Regions from separate parts of the Anas platyrhynchos genome. Here region 1 is linked to region 2. Evidence: chromatin contacts called from public Hi-C data. All regions are on one chromosome and are shown on one strand. The core of a region is the stretch at or near the end of the contact, and the rest is flanking DNA. Distances in the headings are between cores, read along the strand shown. Region 1 overlaps MAD1L1 (mitotic arrest deficient 1 like 1). Region 2 holds the start of PSMG3 (proteasome assembly chaperone 3).

Region 1 (3,706 bases), core at 90-2,589, 300 kb before region 2:
AGTCAAAGCAACACGTAATAACTCGGGGATAACTCTCCCTGTGTTTGGGGTTCAGGAATAATTCTCTGTGCTCCATGGCAGAACCCTCTACGTGTCATGGCTGCATGTGCCCTCTCCATGCAGCAGGACTGGGTAGCTGTGATGAAGGAACAGGAAGAGTTTGGAAGAGATCAGTATGCAGAGGATTGGATCTGCTGCACTCGCCCTCCTGCTGTGTCATCACAGGCCTCAAGTGTTTACTGGATTTTACATAGCTGCTAAGGAGGAGCTAGCAACACGAGCTCCATCATTCCTCCTTCCAGCTACAGGCTGCAGCCAGAAATGAATTCTGACAGAAGACAGGGGGAAGAAGAGCACAAACTTTACAATTTGGAAAGTGGGGAAAGAAATCCGACAGAGTATGATGGAGCTATTTTAATTTCTGTAGTTTGTGGTCTTTGAAATCCCATTAGCCTAAGTGCGATGCATCTGGTCTGAGCCCAAGCACTCCAGTTAGCTGCTGTCATGAAGGAATGTGAAAAATGGAGGAAAACCAGTAGAAGCCAGTAAGAGGAGTCTGCAGAACAGGAATGGACTGTGAGCCTCCAGGCATTTCCATATACACCCTGTGGTTAGCAGCTAACTTCTGAAAACAAAAGCAGGAGACATATAAAGGGAAAAAAATCCATATTAATCCTTTGAATCTGTATTCATCTCCTGTGAGTGAATGAGAGCCTTTAAAAATATACTTTTGTCTCATTTTTCTTTAGTATGGAAAGTAAATTTTCAGCAAGAGACTTGAAAGAGTTCATCAGTTTTTCCTCCTCCTCTTGAGAACAAAGTGCTCTTTCGTCAGACCTTTTATAACTTTAAATGTGAAACTCTCTCCCAGCATCATCGTTTCTGAAGAGACAATAAAAGCTGGTGCTAGTGCTGTCATTTCTCACACATCTTGCAGCTCCCTCTGAAATCACATTTGTTTATATTCTGCAGATGTTATGAAGAGAAAAAGTGGTCAAACTCTTGAGTTCATGTACTGTGGGATATAGCGAAGCCGAGAGCATTTAAGCATTAACACCTTTTAGAGGGAAGGTGATAGCTGTGCAGAAACTAATATTTCAGAACCTATAAATAAAAGAAATCTATTAAAAAAAAAAAAAAAAGAAACTTCACTGAAGACTTAAGTGGCAACAGCTGAAGGACCTTTTCAGCTGGAACAAATCTGAACTTTTTCTCTCTGCTGTCAAACTACAACCCCAGTAAATCCTAAATGTTTTCTGTGGATTTAGTGACTGGGTAGAGTTACAGTAATTCAAAAGAAATTCATGTCCTTGCCAATGCCTATTAGTCACACTTGCTGGAATTCTGTCTGCTCTGCTCCTAACACCATCTCAATGCCATCTGGATCCCTTAATAGCATCTTCCCAACACATACATTTTCTGCTCCATTCAGTAGTTTCTTGTTCAGCAGTAGCATTTCCACATGGCCATGTCCTCTTCACAGATGGGGCCTCTGCAAGACATGTCCTCATTGGTGATACCCGTGCTATTCTACAGGCAATTGGGTACCACATCTGCAGATGTTAAAGACAAATAAAGAAGCTAGAGAAGTGATGGTGGCGAGTTGGTACTGTTCAACACCTGGACTGCAAGGGACTTTTGGAAGTGCCTGGATGCTAATGAAAAATCATTAAGAGTAACCCCTTCTTTTTATTTTCTGCTTCTTCCTTCTGAAAAGCAAGCAGCCTGGCATTTGCTGTCCAGGAGCTATTGCTTACCACTGAAACCTTTCTTAGACAGACTGAACACACATGGTGTGATGTCTCCTGATCCTCACAAACGTCATTTCAGGAGACCTGAAGCTGCAGGTTTGTGTTTTTTTGCGTGTGTTCCATCTTCTAACATGGGACAGTGAAACGTGCAGTGGAGGCAATGTAAAGCTCAATTTTGGAAAGTTGGAAAATCTGCAAGTCTGAGCAAATGACAATTTATCTGTGTTCTTCCACTAAATTTGATCATCCAAAAGGCAGCAGAGATGGCTGTCTTTGGAGCCTTTACCCTTGGGTTAAATTGTCTACGTCTCACGCAGGAAAAGTCTCCCAGAAATGCAAAGAGTTCTTTTTCACAGTTTAAATATCTTCACGTTTTCAAACCCCTGTATGGAGAATAAGTCGGTAAATTTTCCAGAAATTGACCTGAATAATTTTCCCTGTATCGTTAAAGTTGAGAACGATGACAGTATTTTAGAAAGTAACTGATGTTTCTTCCTTCCTTATGCCACAAGGCTGCTTTTAAAATGAGCACAGGCATTCATTGTGGGCCAGCCGTTAGGTTGATAGATGGCCGTGCTGTGCCCAGATGTTGCTGCACTCTCTTTTTTGTTGTTCTCACGTGAACGTATCGTTGATTGTTCTCCTTACCAGAAAGTAACTCCCCTATGTAACACGTTGAGGCATGCAAATTGATGATAAAATAGCATCACATATCTTGCTGCAGATGTCCCTGGACAGAGAGCGTGCATGGTGCATGCAGACTAAGGCTGCCTTTATAGATGCTGGAGCATCGTTCAGAGGCAGTACACGGTTGGCCCTGTACCTGAATTCACTTAAATGAAAAACTCAAGAGTGAAGCAAGTAAATATTTTTCAATATTTGACTGCAGTATCTTAACTACCAGCTGCAAATGCTTTGCTGTGTTTATATATAGATAGGATTTCCCTTGCTTCTCTTCCTTTGCCACTGGGGAGTGTTCCCGAGGGCTGTAAAGCAAAGATAGAATAGCACAAACTGTTTCCTAATGGCTCTTAATGCTATCCCACTGGAGACCCAGGACACTTAACGGTGTTAAAAATAGGTTAGAAGAGGGCTAAGCAGCGAAAGCACCAGTGAGTCCTAAAAAGCTCCCTGGTACAGAGAGCTTATGGCAATGTTCCTGGACCTCCACGCAGAGGAAGCAGAAGCTTTCTCTCTGAACGAGTGGTGAGGAGGTGGTGTTGAGGTTCTCCTGTCTGAGGCAGCCTCATCCCCGACCCCGAGGCCACCAGCCATGAAGTACGTGCTCTGGGGATGGCTCCGAAACTGCTGGTGCCTGGGTGAGAAGTGGAGGGAAAAAAAACACAAACAAACAAAATTAAATCTGAAAAATTGCAGGGAAATAACATAAAAATAGAATGATTAAGCCTCCCCTCGTTGCAGCCTGCTTGTCCCTCAGCTCTTTTCCAAGTGTTTTCTGGTGACCGCTGTGAGTGATTTCAGAGGGCGCATCAGAGGCCTGAGCTCAAACCTCCGCCCAGAGAAGTTTTGTAGGCAGATAACAGCAATGTTGCAGCTTATTTGGGAGCCTAAATGGGCAGAAATTTGTTCTAAATTAAAATCCAGCATGTCAAGTATGGAGAAAGGACTGATGAGAGTCCTGTGTCTGGCTCTGACCTTTCAGGCGCTGTTGTGCTCATCTTCCTCAGAAAAAAGCGTTGCTGTTCTCGTGGCCTGCTTTGCAAGCCATTTAGAAACACCATTAAAAGCATTAATTCCATTTTGAATTTCCATTTTTTCTGACCTTTTCAGTCTCCTGCTTCTTCAGCATCCTCCATCCCTGCAAGCTTTGTGTCTCTTCTGGAAATTATTGATGATCTTTTTTAATGGCCTAGACAATGCTAAAAGCCACTCGTCTGAGAAGCTTCCAAAAGGGAAACAAGATGTTACTTAATAATATCTGAACATTACCAGCA
Region 2 (3,587 bases), core at 524-3,023:
ACCAAGGTGTGCATTCTCAAATCCCCATGCCCTGCCTGAGTCAGACAAAAAACAGTCAAATACAATCTCCTTAAAAGTAATCCATATATTTTTTTAATGTATTTATTTTTTGTGATGAAAATTCAGGGCTCAGTTACCTCTTGCTGTCTGCTTCATGCGTTTCCTATATCCTACCTCAGATCCGTGCCAAAATGTGACTTCCAATTAAATGAAACTGTTAAAAATAACTCTTTGCTCCAAACCTAATGAAAACCAGTGAAGTATGAGGGACAGAGCTGTTTCCATGTAAGTTTGAACTACAGTGGACTGTCTTTGTCCTCCTGTCATGTAAAAAAAAATAAAACAGAGTCTGGCAAGGATGGCAGGAAGAATCTGGTCCTTTGTGTTTCCTGAAGTAAAATTATTCTCCAGAGAAGGTAGAGCAGGAATAAACTTCTTCATGAGTCAGGAGGCTTTACTGACAAGAGCTGCTATTATCTCTGTCAAACAGGCAAAGCCTCAAGTGATTGTGGTAGGCAAGAAATAGGAATGCTGGTTTTTCGCAGTGCTGGAAAACAGACTATTTGCCAGACTGTGCAGAGTGCCAAAAAGGTATCAAGCCTCTCCTTTTGCGTTAACCACAATAACCTGCTCTAGCAGAAGTTTTTTTCCGTGGACCTCTACTGCTCTCTAATGGTGCCTTAAAGCATTCTCAGCACGAAGTTTATGTGCTCTTCATAGAATTTAGTTAAAAGTTTTGCTGAAACTTTTAATACAAAACAAAAATATCATGAGCTCCTAAGAGTGATCTTCTGAAGAGGTAACCCAGCATTCAGGACGTTTTTCCTGCAACCATAGCTGGGATATTTTGTGTCTGGTATGAAGAATGGTAAAGAACAGCTAACAAGTAGAAATGAAGGTTTAGATTGAATTTTAGATGCACTGAGCGCAGCAAATGCAAAAGTCCAGAAAGTTGTGAATCTCAGAAAAAAACAGTTTCCAGAACTTTGTATAAATTGGCCAAAATTGTTACTCATAAGCACTAGCAATTCAAAGAAGGAAAGGAGAAAAATCCTAATTAGCACTAAAATAACTGTACGGACGTAACAGAAATTAAATGTTTGTGTGAATGGCTCATGGTACATAAATATCTTTTTGCACGCTTCACATACATGCCGTTATCTCCCATTATAGCACAGGTGGGCAGCAGCTACTTGCTCCAGCCATATGCATGCTGCTCAGCAACCAAGACCAAAGGGGGCACGGCTTGAAGGGTATTTTATTGGTAAAAACAACGCTGTTTCTCCCATCAGCATTGAATCCAGGTATCCCACCAGTGCCAGGGGAGGACGGGACCCAAGTGAAGGCAGCCTTGAGCTCATGGATGGCCCAAAACCAAAGGTGTGGTGACAGAATGTGTCCCCTTTGCTGACCCGCCCTGCAGTCCTCAGTCACTCAGCACCACACCACAACCCCCAGCTGCTGGGCACAGTCACATCCTGCCTGAAAACTTGAGAAAAATAAATAAATAAATAAATAAATAAATAAATATTAAAGGTTGAATTTAGCAGCCTCCATCCTGCCACCAGGTCAACCCCGTCCCGCCACACATCCTGGGCAATCACGGACGGGCACATCCCACTCCCTCCTATATTTTCAGCCGCGATTTTCAGCGAAAAACGGGCAGAAAACACCCAAAAAGGGGCTTGGGGGGGGACCCGTGAGAGGAGAAGAGGTTGGGGGGGGTGCGCTGTAGATGGCGCCTCCCTGGGCGGGCGGCCCGCTAATGGCGGCCCCGCGCTGAGGGGACGGCGGCGGCGATGGCGGCGGCCCTGCGCCATCTCCCCGCGCCGCGGGCGGCTGGAGGGAGGGGAAAGGCGCCGCTTCTGTCGTGGCTGGGCGGGCCCGGGCGGAGAACGGCGGCGGCGGCGACGCCTGAGGAGGGTAGGGGCGGCCGAGCGGGGGCTGTGATCAGCCTGAGCCCAGGGCAGGGTGAGGGGATAGCGGGCACCTCCCGCAGCCAGGGTCCTGTGGGGGCGCAGCGCTGCTCCCCTCATCTCTGAGGGATGCGATGTGGGGGGGCCAATCCTAAAAAAAATACATAGTTTTGGGTTGTTGTTGGTGGTGTTTTTGTCTCCTGCTTGCCTGCCCACTCAATGCTGAAGTCTGGGAGGTGCGGGGGTTTGGGGGGGCTCCCCTTGACGGCAGTCAGCGTGAGGAACTGCCATGAGGTTTTGCATCGTGCTGCACTTGGTGGGGACAGGTCCAGTCATCATTAAACTGCAAGCAGTGTGAAAACCTATAAACAGCAACTTTTCCATGTGGGGGCATTTGTATTTCAGCTTCCTGTGAGGTGCATGTGGATGCTGGGTGTTGACAACTGTTCCTGTCCAGGCTCACCGCTTCGCCTACACCTCTGGGTGCTGTTACGCCCTGAAATCAACTTAACCCCGGTACACCAAGTGAATGAAAGGATTCAGGCTTTTTATAGCCTGTGGTCCGTGTTTTTAATCTAATGTCGTGTTATTGTTTTCTGCAGCAATGGCAGCAAATCCCATCGTGACGTCAAAGCAGCGAGAGGAAGTGGTACACGGGGTCCCCACGGAGGTGGTGTGCACGGCATTCTCCAACTCCATTCTTGTGGTGGTAACGCAGTACGGCAAGCTGGGGACGCTCGTCTATGTGGACCCCAACACAATAGGCGACAACATTGGCAGGCCTTCGCTCACCACAAAAGTGCTACTGGGCAAGGATGAGGTAAGAACAGATGTACAGCACGCTGGCACCAAGGCAGAGGGGGAAATGTGGTAGGTGGGGCTGCGCCAGTTGCCAGGGAGTTGATGAATCACCGTAGTTAAGCAGTGTTTGCATAGTGGTAAAATTAATGTAAAAATCTGTTCCGAAGGAAGAGGGGTTCATCAGAAAAATATGCGCATTTATCTGTTCTTCAGCGTAAGTTTAACTAACTGAGTGGTTTGGGGGCCTGCTATTTTGTATCTTACAGGATATGGGTTGCTTTGCAGTGTTTATGGCAGGTTTGATACAGCTGGTGTTGATTTAAAGGTTGCAAGATCAAACATTTGGCCTTCGATAACCTTTTCTGGGTTTCAGTTCCAATAAATTTAACTTTTCAAGTCTCGCCTCCTCCCCCCAGCCCCCACCCATGCCAGCCCCATAATGGACTTTAGTTGCCCTCTCCCAAGTGCGCTTGCCAGCACCTGCCCTTGATAAAGTTTAATTTGTTTTGCTTCAACAAAATGAGTTTTTATCGACTATTTCACAAAGCTGGAGAGAAAGCAGAAGGAAACGCATTTTGCAAAGCGTCAACTAGTCAAGCATTAAAACAAAAAGTTACAGAGCTACAAGATTATGAGGCTTTCCATCAGGGCTGGAGCTGTCAAATATTACTTACGAGCCTAAAGTAGAAAAAACTAGCAGCACAGGTTCCCAATTCTGTCTGCAGCTTCTCATTATGGAGTTCTCATTCTTCAGTAATAGCTGCCTTTCCTGAATGGGAGAACCTTTGCTTTGGTAGGTGTGACATCTGCTAATTCTGAATGGCACCACCTTCAATCTGTTTTTATGTTTTATTTTGGAGATGGAAAGTG

The links. A called contact is a pair of places that touch in the nucleus more often than the background predicts.
Region 1: a contact with region 2 is called in a Hi-C map of subcutaneous adipose tissue, with 2.7 times the contacts expected there. The contact joins the enhancer-like site here to the promoter of PSMG3 in region 2. A contact is called at or near these places in 3 of 8 Hi-C or Micro-C datasets (liver, skeletal muscle and subcutaneous adipose tissue).

What each region holds. Positions count from the first base shown.
Region 1 is chr15:14,945,549-14,949,254 of IASCAAS_PekinDuck_T2T, reverse strand. The region is part of intron 14 of MAD1L1 (mitotic arrest deficient 1 like 1); the gene reads left to right. Among named protein-coding and RNA genes, the nearest start is that of MAD1L1, 190 kb to the left of the region's middle. Within about 2 kb of position 1,339, at least 2 of the 8 cell types and tissues checked have an H3K27ac peak or open chromatin away from gene starts, as enhancers often do.
Region 2 is chr15:14,642,466-14,646,052 of IASCAAS_PekinDuck_T2T, reverse strand. PSMG3 (proteasome assembly chaperone 3) reads left to right here and starts at 1,773. Exons shown (of 3, transcript XM_027469253.3): 1 at 1,773-1,923; 2 at 2,519-2,736. The coding sequence starts at 1,800.